Regions from separate parts of the Callithrix jacchus genome. Here region 1 is linked to region 2. Evidence: chromatin contacts called from public Hi-C data. All regions are on one chromosome and are shown on one strand. Each heading gives the region's core, a stretch centred on a gene start, on an enhancer-like site or on the middle of the called end of the contact. The rest is flanking DNA. Distances are from core to core; before and after follow the strand shown.

The links. A called contact is a pair of places that touch in the nucleus more often than the background predicts.
Region 1: a contact with region 2 is called in a Hi-C map of skeletal muscle, with 2.7 times the contacts expected there. The contact joins two enhancer-like sites. A contact is called at or near these places in 2 of 3 Hi-C or Micro-C datasets (both in skeletal muscle).

What each region holds. Positions count from the first base shown.
Region 1 is chr15:68,763,311-68,769,720 of calJac240_pri, forward strand. All of the region lies in intron 16 of ATG7 (autophagy related 7), which reads left to right. VGLL4 (vestigial like family member 4) reads right to left here. Exons shown (of 6, transcript XM_035273655.3): 6 at 4,955-6,410. Among named protein-coding and RNA genes, the nearest start is that of VGLL4, 170 kb to the right of the region's middle. Within about 2 kb of position 4,036, at least 9 of the 16 cell types and tissues checked have an H3K27ac peak or open chromatin away from gene starts, as enhancers often do. A contact at or near this core is called in skeletal muscle, where this site is marked.
Region 2 is chr15:68,609,240-68,616,126 of calJac240_pri, forward strand. ATG7 (autophagy related 7) reads left to right here. Exons shown (of 17, transcript XM_078351659.1): 15 at 970-1,050. Among named protein-coding and RNA genes, the nearest start is that of ATG7, 110 kb to the left of the region's middle. Within about 2 kb of position 1,387, at least 4 of the 16 cell types and tissues checked have an H3K27ac peak or open chromatin away from gene starts, as enhancers often do. A contact at or near this core is called in skeletal muscle, where this site is marked.

The sequences.
Region 1 (6,410 bases), core at 2,786-5,285, 160 kb after region 2:
TTCCCATGCTCACACCCCCTCACCTTTTAGGGGGCTTCATGGTGTCTCCTTCTGCCCACAGTGGGGGCTTCTCGCCGCTCTTCTGTTCAGAGGGTTTCCTGGGTGTCTCTGCTTCCTGCTTTTCCACGTAGCCTAGAACCAGCTCAGCTGGCTCCAGAAAACATTTGCTGATTTTTGAAAATTGAGACTTTGCTAATGTATTCACTTTGAGAAAGCTGACATCTTTATGAATGTCAAAAAACAATGGGTGTGGCTCTATCTACTCTAGTTTACGTCTTTCCCAGGTGAGATTCTTCTAGGACTGCTGCAGCTGTTTCAGAGGTTTCATATGGATTCTGTACATCTAATGTTAGGTTCAGTTCCATGTGTTTATCTTTTTCATTGCTTTTATAATATATATATATATATATTTTTTTATTTTTATAGAGACAAGGTCTTGCTGTATTGGCCAGGCTGGTCTTGAACTCCTGACCTCAAATGATCCTTAAACTTCTGGCCTCAAGCAATCCACTCCCCTCAACTTCCTAAAGTGTTGGGATTACAGGCGTGAGCCACTGTGTCTGGCCAATATAATGGGTTCTTCTCTCTTAGTTTTTTCTTTGTTCGTTGGAGTGTAGCGGCACGATCTCAGCTCACTGCAACTTCCACCTCCTGGGTTCAAGCCATTCTCCTGCCTCAGCCTCCCGAGTAGCTGGGATTATGGGTGCCCACCACCACACCTGGCTAACTATTTTTAGTAGAAATGTTGGGTTTTTAAAAAATTTTTTGTAGAGATGAGGTTTTGCTATGTTGGCCAGGCTGGTCTTGAACTCCTGACCTCAAATGATCCACCCACCTTAGCCTCCCAAAGTGCTGGGATTACAGGCATGAGCCACCACACCCAGCCTCTTTCATTCTGTTTTGAACTAAATATTGTTTGTACTACATGTGGTTATAATTGCTTATTGGTTTTAATTGGTTGTTGTCAATTTCATCTTGCTCTTACCCCAATACTTTTTTATTGGTATTCATCTTAGCATTTATTTTATTGTGGTTTCCAGGTGTACTTGGATATTACCTACAAAAAGATCATTTGTCTTTTCCTTAGGGTTGAATGCTTTTACAGGTTTATATTACTTATTGCCAAATCTTGTAAATACGGTACCGATTCATACTCTTCTTGTGGCAGTGTTTAGCCATACCCTTGTCAGCACTGAGTATTAACATTTTTGAAAATCTGCCAGTTTACTATAATTTTCATTCATTTAGAGGACATTCACTGTTCCTCTTCCCCACACCAGGTGGCCTGCCAAGGACAAAGCTGTGGTGAGGACACAGTAGGGCGCCCGCAGATCCAGTCCCACTCCAGTCCCTGTCCATATCCCCAGGAGTCCTTGTTCTAGGTTGTTTCCTGAGGTTTCAAATGCAGACAGCTGCTGCCCTCTGAGCCCGTCCCTGCCTGAAGGATTCACTCTGGAAAATCCCCGAGTGGTTATGTAAAATCCATTGCCCGGCTTCCCGCTCTGTAGAACCGTGTCACAATAAGCCCTCTGGGTGTCTCGCAGGATCCCCTGCACAGCTCGGGCACTGCCAGCAGCAGCAGCCCCTCCAGCGGCTCAATCTGTCCAGGAGCCAGGGGTCAGCCAGGCACCCTCCAGGGCCAGTCCCAGGCCACCCAGTCCCAGTGTGGCCAAGCACCTATGCCTCTTCCCCATAGCTCAAAATCTGGTAAAGTGGATAAAGCCTCCCTGAAAGTTCCTACTTTCTTATAAAGCCCAGCCCCTGCCCAGGCCTGAGTCCTTTTATGAACTCAGTCCGTCCACCCATTTTCAGAGGGCACTGCTGCTGTTTGGCACTGACACTGCCCTGCTCAGGCTGGTAGCTCCCCAGGAGGCTGCTGGAGGTCCCAGAGGACACGGCCCACAAAGCTCACCCTTTTCATTCTCCATCTTGTCCCATTATCCCCCACCTCAGCCCCCTCCTCCAGGTAGCCCACCCAGCGCTTTTCCACATCCCCTGTTCCCAGCACTGAAGCTTGCTTGCTCTGTGATCTCAGGCCAATTGCCTTAGCTCTCTGGGCTTGTTTCCATCTGCACCTCACAGGTAGATGTGAGGAGTTAGAGAGTATCCGCAGCAGGTCTACATAGCACGTGGCACAGAGTAGTCTTCATGAATGTGTGTTCATGGAGTGGGAGAATGGAAGAATGGATGGATTGTGCTGGCAAACCCTCCAGGGGCTCAGTTTCTTCCACTTAGACCATCAGAACCCGCAGATCAGGGTGCTGATCCTATAATCTGTGCTAGAAACGCAGCCACCGCGCCCTGTACTGCTCAGTCCCACGCTAAGGGAGTTTTCAGCCACACTGAGGATGAGCTCTGTGGGGACCTGACCCAGAGAAACGGACACTTGGTTGCTGGACCCCAGACCTGCCCTTTCACAGCCTGGCTGAGCTGGCATCTGGGCTGACTTGACAGTCCCTTCCCAAGAGCTTAGTTGGGCCTCAGGGGAGACGGGGGCCGTGAGAGGGCTGCCCACCACCCCTCAGCCTGGGAGCTGGGTCCTCAGGAGAGAGGAAATTTCCGTCTATTTATTTTCCACGTCCTTGACTTTGAAAGCCAAGCTGGTGTTGATATTTACCTTGGCCAGGCCTCCGTCTCCCCGGGCCAGCCTCGTGTAAACACACTGTTCCTTCTCTCAGCTCTGCTAGCACTGAGGTGGCCTTTTGCAACCAATTCTAGGAATTTTCAAAGTCTGAAGGGGTAGGTTCAGAGACTGGCCCTCCAGGGAGCCCAGGGTGCCAGGAGCCATCGGACCTGCTATGCTGGCCTTAGGCTCTCTCCTTGGGGGTGGGGTTCATGCCAGGGACCGCAGGGAGTGAATGGGCCTGGGCCCATGGAGGTGGGGAGTCTCTTGCTGGGCATTCCTCAGTTCTCCTCACAGCCACATTGGGGCCTCCCGCTCCCCAGGTTCACAGCAAGGCTCAGAGGACACATGTTGAGGGACCGTGGCAGGCTCTATCTCCACTGCCCTGCTCCAGGCCACCTCCATCCTGACTGGTGGGGAGGGCTTGCTCTTGAGCATCATGATGTCAGTTCTCTAGTGTGAGTTGGCAGTGAGGACAACTGGCCTACAGTTAGAGGGAAAGCAGAGCAGGTGCCCAGGGTACAGCCTTCTGAGGCAGCACATGCCCACACCAGAAATCCCTGCCCTCGGAGAGCTTGCCTTCCAGAGGGCAGGTGGACTGCAAGGAGAACAAGCTGGCTTGAGGTGGGGGTGAGTGCTGCAGAAGCCAGGGTGAGCAGGGACTGGCGGGGTCCGGGATGGGCCCCCAAGTTGCATGCAGGAGGTGAGCAGAGGCACATCCCCACTGCAAATCCCAGCCTGCCCCAGCCTCCTCTGTTGGTTCTCCCAGGTGGCTCACACACTAGTGAGGCCTTGGTCAAGTAAAGTAACCTCTCTGAGATTTGGTTTCCTTGTAGAGAAACGGGGTGACAGTCACTCAGACACAAGGGAGTGTTCTGCACATGGGAGCTGCCCTGACTGCTGTGATTTTGAAGCATCAGTGTGCACCATGGGGCGGTGGGACAGCTCGGTTGAGCCTCTTCCCTTCTTCACGCAGATCTGGGACATGAGCGACGATGAGACTTTCTGAGCCGGCCCTGTGTGTGGGACTGACGTCTCCCGGCCGCCTGCTGAGGAGCACTCTGTCACCGGAGCAGGACTGCTAACCCTGGGCCTGGTGATTCTGAGCCCCGGGCCCCTCCAATCTCTCCAGTCTCCTCTCCATACCCTGAGAACTGGGACCCCCTCCACTGCCCAGGAGCAGCCAGTGTTCGGCACTGCTTGGGGATTCACGATGCAGCCAGTTCAGAGCTAAATAATAACCTTGGCTTTGGCCTTGCTGTTGACCTGGGACTTGGTCCCTCCGTGCAGTTTTCTTTTATCAGTGTTTGATGGTCCCTCCGTGCAGTTTTCTTTTCTTATCAGTGTTTGATAGCCAAGCCCCCACGATCCTTATCCCTCGGCCCCCAGGGGGTGGCCCAACACAGATCAAATGGGGAAGCAAGCAACCTGCTCCGCCCATGGGCCACAAACCCCACTGCAGGCTCCTCCTGTGGGGGCCCTGGGCAGGGTGGGACCCTGTGAGTGCACTGCAGCCTGGCCCTGGTGGAGGGGAAAGGGAAGGAGAGCTGAGCAGGGTGCAGGACTAAAGGGCCACGCTCATCCCAGTGACCCCAGATCTCCACCGCAGACAGAGTGAGCCGCCCAGACAAGGCTTTCCTGCCTCTCGGCCTATCCTCAGCTGTGGGCATATCATCTGTGCCTGCCTGCCTGCCTGAGGCAGAGAATTTCTGCTCCTGCCTTAGGCTGGGGGAAGAGCCCAGGAATAGATCCTGGATGAAGCTCCTCCCCCATCCCTGCCACTGTGAGCATGCCAGGCCCAGAAGGCTGAGCCAGGGCTCCCTTCCTGCCCCAGCTGAGGATGGGTCAGAAAGCTCTTGCCTGTTACCCAATGGTAGAGCCATTTTCCTCTTTATTCTGGGTGTGTGCAGCTGTGAGGCCCAGAGAGCAGAGTGTGGAAACCCAGAGGAGGCCTAGGTGCCTCTGCCCACCCTGCCCCATCCCTGTCCTGCTGGGACCGCTGACCCCTCCCTTCTAAGATATAGAAGGCTTCGTCCCTGGAGCAGTGTAGGAGCCAGAGGCCCCCTTCCTGCTATTTTAGTCTTTCAGCTTTCATCATCTTTTAGGCCCAGAACCAAAGTCAAAATTGAGTCTGGGCTGACTCTTAAAACAGTGGGATTTTAGTACAGTAGATTTCAAATGAGGCTTCTCCCGAAGTAGCCAGTCCAAGTTCCAGTGGCTGTCATTCAGCTCATGGGAGCTTTGTGGGGACACAGCCGGACAGGTGCAGGGCCCAAGTCCACCCCCCACCGCCAGCCCAGTGTTGAAACTCGAAAAGCCACACGTACACTCTGTGGTTTAAGAGCACTTTATTATTGTTCTTAAGGCTACTTTTAAGTACAAAAAAAAGATGGCCTGCCAAACCTTTTTTTTTTTCTTCTTCCAGGAAAAACAGGCCACAGAGAATGGTATATTACAGATTTACACACACGGAGAGAAGGTCAGAGCGCACTGCAGGTGGCGCGGCTCTGGAAGAACTTCACGGAGCCCCTTCTTAGAGCAGGGAGGGGGCTCTTTCTCAGTGAAATGTTTGTTTGGTTTTCTGCTGCTGCCCCCTCTGCCCGAGGCCCCCTCCAGGGTACTGCCTATCCCAGATAGGTCAGTGCACCAGGGACCCGGCCGCCAGCACCGCCGACCCCTCCCAGAGTGACGCCCTTGTTCACTGACAAAGAGACCTGTCCCAGGAGTGTCCTCCACCGAGCCGGTCAGCAGTGGGATGTTGTCCTGTTACGACACTCAGTAGCCTGTAGCAATAACAAACTAGTGGCTATTAATGCAGATGCAGTGTTCTCATAGAATAACTGTGTTCCTGCACTTTTACAGACAAATCTACGACAAAAAAAAGATCAACTTTTTTTTCCAAACAACAAAAAATATGAATGATTACAATAGGAAAGGGAAAAATTAAATAGCTACATATCATTAACAAATTAATGTTCTTCAAAAAATACCTACAAATTTCTCTGTACATTCTTTACGCACAGCGTAATGATGGTCTTAAAATTACCTATATAAAAAAAGTGTTCTCAACGAATTTTTCCTACAGAAAATATAGGGGCCTGAATGCCAAAGCCAAGCTTGGAAGCCCAGTAGAGTGGGAGTGAAATGTGTGCGGGGCAAGGAGAAGGGCTTTTCCTCCACTTTCCAAAGGCCTGCAGCACCCTGTGAGTACAGCAAGAGCCACCCTCTGACCTTTTCACCCAGTGCCCGGTTCCCAAATCCAACAGTGGAACTGTGAAACCAGGGCTCCTGCTGTGTGCACGAGGCCATAAAGCCTTGCAGGGGAGGTGACCACGCCTGCGTCACCTGGTCAGGTGGCAGCTGCGTGAGCTTCTGGTGGGCCAGGTGGGACGCAGCACACACCCTGGGGGAGGGAATAGAAACGCTCATTGACCAAAAAGAGGAGCAGCTGTGACCTCCACAGCTGTGTCTGTCATGCTTGATTCATCTAATTTCTAGTTAGTAACTATTAATATAGCAAATAATAAAGCAGTAATAATGGTACAAAGTCAGAGGAATGTATACTACCTTGGCCCCAGCGTACGAGGAAGCGTAAGAAACACCATATCACAGATTGTCAGTAATCTGCTGTTCAGCCAAGAGAGTTCAAAGGGAGCAGTTTCTGCATGTAGGGAAGTTGGAAGACACAAACCCACCTCCCCTGGGAGCTTGTAACAAAGCAGACAGGGATGCAAAAATAAATGATGTCAGCCTGCAGCACAATCCAGCATCCCACACCGCAGCTGAC
Region 2 (6,887 bases), core at 137-2,636:
ATGAAAGGAAGGGAAGCAGAGAGAGAAGCTTAGGCATGGGCCAAGTTTGCATCACGAGGTCCATTTTTGAATCTTAGCTCCATTACTTACTGTTTACCTGAGCCAAGCCCCCACTCTGAGACTGAGGTTTTTCAACATAAAATGGGGAGTTGGAAAGGTCAAATAAATTAACTCATGAGAAGATTTGTGTTGTCTGGTTTATTATAAATGTTAAATCCTATGGAGAATTTAGACATTTTGTCATTCATATTTTTATGATAGAGAACAGCTTAAAACTTCTCTTTGGTGTAAGTATAGTCTGTAGAACCATGATGTTCTGAATAGATGACTGCAGTCATAGTTTGTGAAACCTGATTATAGCTGATACTCTGGAAATGTAACTCAAGTTGTAGTCCAGAAATTCATGCTCAAGGTGGTGCTGTTTTCCCATAAATCTGATGAGGTTTTACATTTTATCTCTATTCCAAATCAAGCAAATAACTGTATATATATATATATTTAGGGCCATTTCTGCCTTCCACAGTCCTCACGTCATCTTCCCTTGTGAGACCCCACCCAAAATCATTTCGTAGAAATGTGTATTTATCCCATATTCACTAGAACACATATGGGAGCTAAGAGTTGAGTATACCAGTGGACCTGTTACATTTTGGAAGACATTTGTTAAAACAATACTTTAGATATTACAGCTTGCTTTTTATATTTTAGAGTCAGTTTGTTTTTAGGCCAGAAATATTTGAAAAGCTTGTAAGCCCTGGCTCCTAATGGAATAAAGGACCTAATATAACTCTTCTGCAAACAGATTACATTACAAGGGAAAATACTCATTTCGAACTTATTTTTGCTCATAATCTCAATCTGGACTGCCATATTAATCATTTCCTTCTTCTTGTCGGAAACCAGACATGCATTTTATAGATGGGTCATTGTGTGTTTGATGTGAATTGTTTTGTTTTGTTTTGTTTTTAGATCCGGGGATTTCTTTCACGGTTTGATAATGTCCTTCCCGTCAGCCTGGCATTTGACAAATGTACAGCTTGTTCTTCCAAAGTAAGTCATTTTGCATTGGAGGGACTTGTTTTTAAAAGTGAGCAAATCAGCATTTGACCACAGCCTCACCAGCTACAGCCATTGAAACCAACTAAGGGCTTTTTGTGGGGGAAGGGTGGGGTCTAAACACTCAGAAAGGACTTTGTTTTCATGGATCTGTATTTATTCTCACAGTGGTTTAAAACCAGCCTGAGAAAATGTATAGTGTAGGGAGACCGAGTTGAATATTTTAACTCTGTATCAGTACTTTGTGTCATGCTAATTTTGTCTTGAATTTGAACTTTACTGTTCTTTGTTGCTCCCCAGAGGGTTCGCTCCTAGCGGGGATCCTCACAGAGCAATTTTTTTAAAGCGTACTCTCAGGGTGAGGCAGCCTTGGCTGAGTCTTCCACAGATCCACATAATTACAAAGAAAAAGAAAACAGAGATTAGGGGCCTGGATGGGAAGCCACTAAAGGGGCCCCTTTAGCTTTGATCTTTCCAGAAGCTCTAAAAATAGACCTGGTATGTTAGCCATCGTAATGGGAAACGGCTGATATATCTCAAAACTATAGTGATGGCATCCTATGTTTTAATAGGTTTTCAGATGCTGTCTGAGTGAATTTTACATGTACACTGTATGTGATAGCTGATTTCCTTTCAGGTGTCCCTTTCAGCCTTCTAATGCCCAGTGACTTGACCTGGGCTCTTAAGGCTCGTGATTGCTGATAAGTAAAGATTTTCATGTTGAAGTGCTATACAAAATAATGTTGGTAGTCACCAATCCCCAACTCTGGCTTCTCAGATATAATTTGGGACTGTTTTTCTGTGTAGCCTTCATCTGTCTGCTACTGTGGAAGAAATAGAATTCTAGGGACGTTTTTCTCTATTCTGAGTTGACAAGCTTTCTTTGAAAACTGTACTTGGGTTATATTTTATGGGAAGCATGATCCTGACCAGTTTCTTTGAAAAGTGAATGTAAAATTGACAAGCAATGTTGATAAATTTGGTTACATTTAGATGCTCAGAAATTTAAACTAATTATTTTCTTTTTGCCTCCAAAGTAAACTATGCCCATTTTATCATTATGCATCCCAAGTGCCTATGTTGAGATTTCAAGCTTACCCTTTGTCTTTAGTTACCCATGAACTCATTCTTTCTGTAGTTTTCCTTTAAGGTGTATGTGCTGAAGCCAGGGCCTCAAGGATGTCTGTGTGCACCTCCATCTTCAGAAATGCAGGTTTAAGGATTATACCACATCTTTAGTGGAGCAGTTCTTTTCCCCCTTTGAATGGTTGAGCTAACTGGTCTCAAAATAACTTGGCAGTATTAATTTTCATACTGAAATCATTTGGGACAGGTGCCAGGTTTTCTATGGCTTTATATTGATCTGCTAGTCAATGAAATAAAGATAATTGGGTTCTCTAAGTGAAGTGCAAACACTCATTCTTTCTTGTTGTATTTCTAATTAAATTAGCCTTTGAGATACTGTTTATAAAAGAATCACAAGCATACCAACTAACTGGGTGTTTCTTATATACTTTAAAAGAATAGCTTGGCATTTTTCTTTCACACTTATCATAAGCTTTAAATTAAATATAGGTATCACTTTTTTGTTAGGAAAATTATTTCCTCCTGGTGGTCATTCTGAGGGTCCTGATTTACATAAACATGCTGGACGATTTAATACAAACTGACTTGGATTTTAACAGCTGTGCTATTCCCATAGCGATCACTTTTCATGTGGTCTGGGTATTAAATTTCTTCTGTGCTGGAAAGGTTGCTTCATTGGTGCATGTATTTCCTTACAGTAGAAATGCAGCATTTACTTACTTGTCTACCTTCTTTATTCGCTTAGGAGATTGTCGTTCTCTATTATCTGCAAATCCAATGTTAATAAGTTTGAAATGACAAATCCAGTACATTTTCATCTTTGTGTATGTGAATTTTTTCTTCATAGATACTTAGCATAATACGTTTTATACTGAGTCATGTCATAATTATTGTTTTAAAAGATTCTTTGGGGCTAAAAATTACTTTTTAAAATTTCTCCTTTGGCATTCATGAAGTAAATTTTTCCTTTGGTAGTTTTCAGTATGTTTTCCTCCCCCCCCCCCGCCCCCCCGCCGCCCCGCGCCCCACTCTCCAGAGACAGATTGGGGAAGTAATAAGTTCTGCTGAGTCATAAAGCGCTTGTTCATAACCTTACTCATTAAAAACAAAACAAAGCAATATATATATATATATATTGCTCTTACATCTCGTTCTCTGTGTATATATGTGTCCGCACACACACATATATACATAGAGAGAGCGCTTTTGATGTAGCCTGAGGTGGGGAAGAATACAGTGCTTTGCTTCTAAGGCAGGAAAGTCGGAACATTTACTCACAAATCATTTCTTACCCTACATGATCTTAGGTTGGCACATGACGGGGTCAATTGTTCCATCTTAGAGGAAAAATATTGAAGAATTAGGGGGAGAGGTGGGTGGTGAGGAGTCAATTTCATTCCAATTTCTACTGATTGTCTTGTAGAACTTTCTAAACAGGTGGTATTTATCAGTGAAATTTCAAAAGACCTTGTTTGAAGTTTATATGAGTTGCTTTTTACTTCAAGGACTTCCAAGCTAACTAGAGTATTATGGCATTACTACCAGAGGAAAAGTGTAATTTTAAAATCAATATTCCTGAATTTTAATATCAATATTCCTGAAAGAATTTCTCATAGTTCATTGTTACTTTGTTATTGTTAGCCTTTCACATAATTATTTTTTGGCAGTAGAGTATTTTTGGATGACTTGATATAATTTTAAGTGGATCTCCTGTATACACTTTAACCACATTCACCCATTGTTAATGTTTTGCTCTATGTGTATGTGTTCTCCTCCTCCAATCCCTCCTTCTCCCCTTCCCCTCCCTGATTTTTTCTTGAAATTTTGAGAGTACGTTGGAGACATTGTGATCCTTTACAACTCTTGAATGCTTCAATGTAAACCCCAAGGAACAAAGACATTCTCTTACCTAAACAAAATACCCTTATCAAATTCAGGCAGTTTAATGTTTGCATAATACTGTTTTCTAATCACCAGGCTGCATATTCAGTGTTATTTGTGCCCGTTAATGTTCATTGTAGGTGTTTCCTCCCAGACCAGGGTCCAACTGAGGATCAAACATTGCATTTAGTTGTCATGTCTCTCTGGCTTCCTTCAATCTGGAAAAGTTACTTCATCTTTCTTTGTCTTTCTTAACTTCGATGTTTTGATATTTTGCCAGTTATTTTTGTAGAATTTCCTGCAATGTGGATTTGTCTGACATTTCCTTCTGATTCGATTGAGGTTATGAATTTTTGGTGGGAATACCAAAGAAGTGATGTTGTCTCCTCACATCAGGAGTTATGTAATATATTATATCCCTTTTGGTGATGCTACTCATTCCCTTTCCATATCTGTAATTGCTTTTTCCAACAGTGAGAAACCTGTGATCTCGGCTTACTGCAACCTCTGCCTCCCAGGTTCAAGCTATTTTCCTGCCTCAGCCTCCCAAGGAGCTGGGATTACAGGCGCTCACCACCACACCTGGCTAATTTTTTAGGGTTTCACTGTCTGCCAGGCTGGTCTTGAACTGCTGACCTCGTGATCCACTCACCTCAGCCTCTGCAAGTGCTGGGATTACAGGAGTGAGTCACCACACTCAGCCCTGTCCTAGATATATCTACTCACTTGCTGAAGTCTAAAATACACAGAAAGTAGTTTAAAAGTTGCTAGCCCATGCTACTACAGAAAATAAACCTAGAACCTACGGTGCCTATTTGTGCACAGTTCTTTTTTACTAGGTAAAATTTACATATGGTGAAATGCATGAATCTTAAAACAACTCTTAAGTTTTAACAAATGTATACACCCATGTAATTCACACTTCTCCCATCAAGATATTAGAATTTTACCATCACTGCAGAAAGTTCCCAGGTACCCTTTCCCAGGCAATTCTTGGTGAGGGGGAAGTATGTTGAGTATCATGGCTATTCCTTCGCTATAAGGAGTAAAGCTAGGCACCTTCAGGTGTTGTATGGATTAATAGCCTTGTTTCTAGGACCCAGAAGTTGACCAAAACCTTTTTTCAGACCTACAGAGTCAGGAGCAGGTCTGTGCAAGAGGAGACTATGCAGAGTATTCTTGCTGCTGTTGCACAATTCTGTTACTCACAACCTTTGTGATAGTGCAGGAACAGCCTGTTACGAAGAATCAGGCTCCAAACTTGGTTTGCATACCATCTGGGACCTGTGCAGATGTAGCAAGATGTGCCCAGAAACCTGATCTTGAGATTTTAATTAGTGATTAGCAACCCTAATATACTCATTGCAGCATTGACTATGCAGTAGGCTTTTCTGTTGATGGGTTATGATTAAACTCCTCAGAGTGACTTGCTATCAGTTTTTTGTGTGTATCTGGGCATAGTCCTGAGGAGTGATAGGGTGAGGGTTGGGTAGGAATAATAAATGCCAGCTGGTGATATCAGATGGTGAATTGTACTTTCTTTTGGCCTTTGTCATAGTCAGCCTGCCTATTTATTTTTTGATATTATATAATCCTATCTTTCTTCTATCATATTTTCTTGTCAAGAAGAATGAAAATCCAGGCATGGTGGCTCATGCCTGCAATCCCAGCACTTTAGGGAGCTGAGGTGGGCAGATTGCCTGAGGCTAAGAGTTCGAGACCAGCCTGGGAAACATGGCGAAATCCTGCTACAAATAATACACAAATTGGTCAGGCATGGTGGCACATGGCTATAGTCCCAGCTACTTGGGGGGTTGAGGTGAGAGGATCCATTGAACCCAGGAGGTTGAGACTGCAGTGAGCCATGATGCCACAGCACTCTAGCCTGGGTGACAGAGCAAGACCCTGTCATGCCTGTGCCCCCAACCCCCCACCAAAAAAAGAGAAGCATGAAATACCAAAAGTAAACAGCTACTTAAACTTTAAAAGAAACCTCTGTCCCCTAGCAGCTTGTCACCTAAGGGTTGTGCAAATGCACCACCTAGAAATGGGCAAATCATAGATTTGGAAGGAAGGGTTAAACTTTTACCGTGTGTCTATTGGCAGACGTTCATTTAATTCAACTGACATTTGAGTCCCTGCTGTGTGCCAGAGATAAAAAGATGATTAAAATAGCCACTGTCCTCAAGGAACACTGTCTAGAGGGTGAGACAGACTTACAAGCCAATAATGATCTGTTCTGTTGTGAGATGCCCTACAGCAAGGTCTGTGCTCTTGTTACAGCATCCCAATGCCAATTAATTTTGTAAATGGGGAAGGTCTTGCAGAGGATGGCTTCTAAGTTGATGTTAAAGGTCAAATAGGAGTTTCTAGAAACACCTGGGGGAGAGAACAGGAGGAATTCCAGGCAATGGGGGATTGCATGTATAATAGCCAGAGACAACAAAACATGGCACCGTTTTGAAGTTGTTCAGTACAGCAGTTGTGGCTGAGCCTGGGATACCCAGTTTCCTACAAATCTGCCTCTTGTCTTTTTGAGTGCCATCCTTAGAGCTGGAATCTGGTAGACGCTGTCTAATACTTGAAGCTCCTGTTTTGAATTTTACAATTCCGTGTAAAACTCTTGCTCACCTAGCACCGAGCTTTTAGGGGGTTTCCTAGCCTAAGGAATCCGGTAGCTGCAACAGGGTGGTGTGGAGGGCAGGGAGTCAGGGGATTTCCAAGGTCTCTCTGGCCTGCCAAGTGACCACAAGCAAGGTGCTCCCCCGCTCTGCTTGCCTCCATTTCTTTTCTTCAGTGAATCAGTTGGATGAGATAGGTTCTGGCTTTCTACTGATACTTAATTAGCTTTTATTTTTTATATT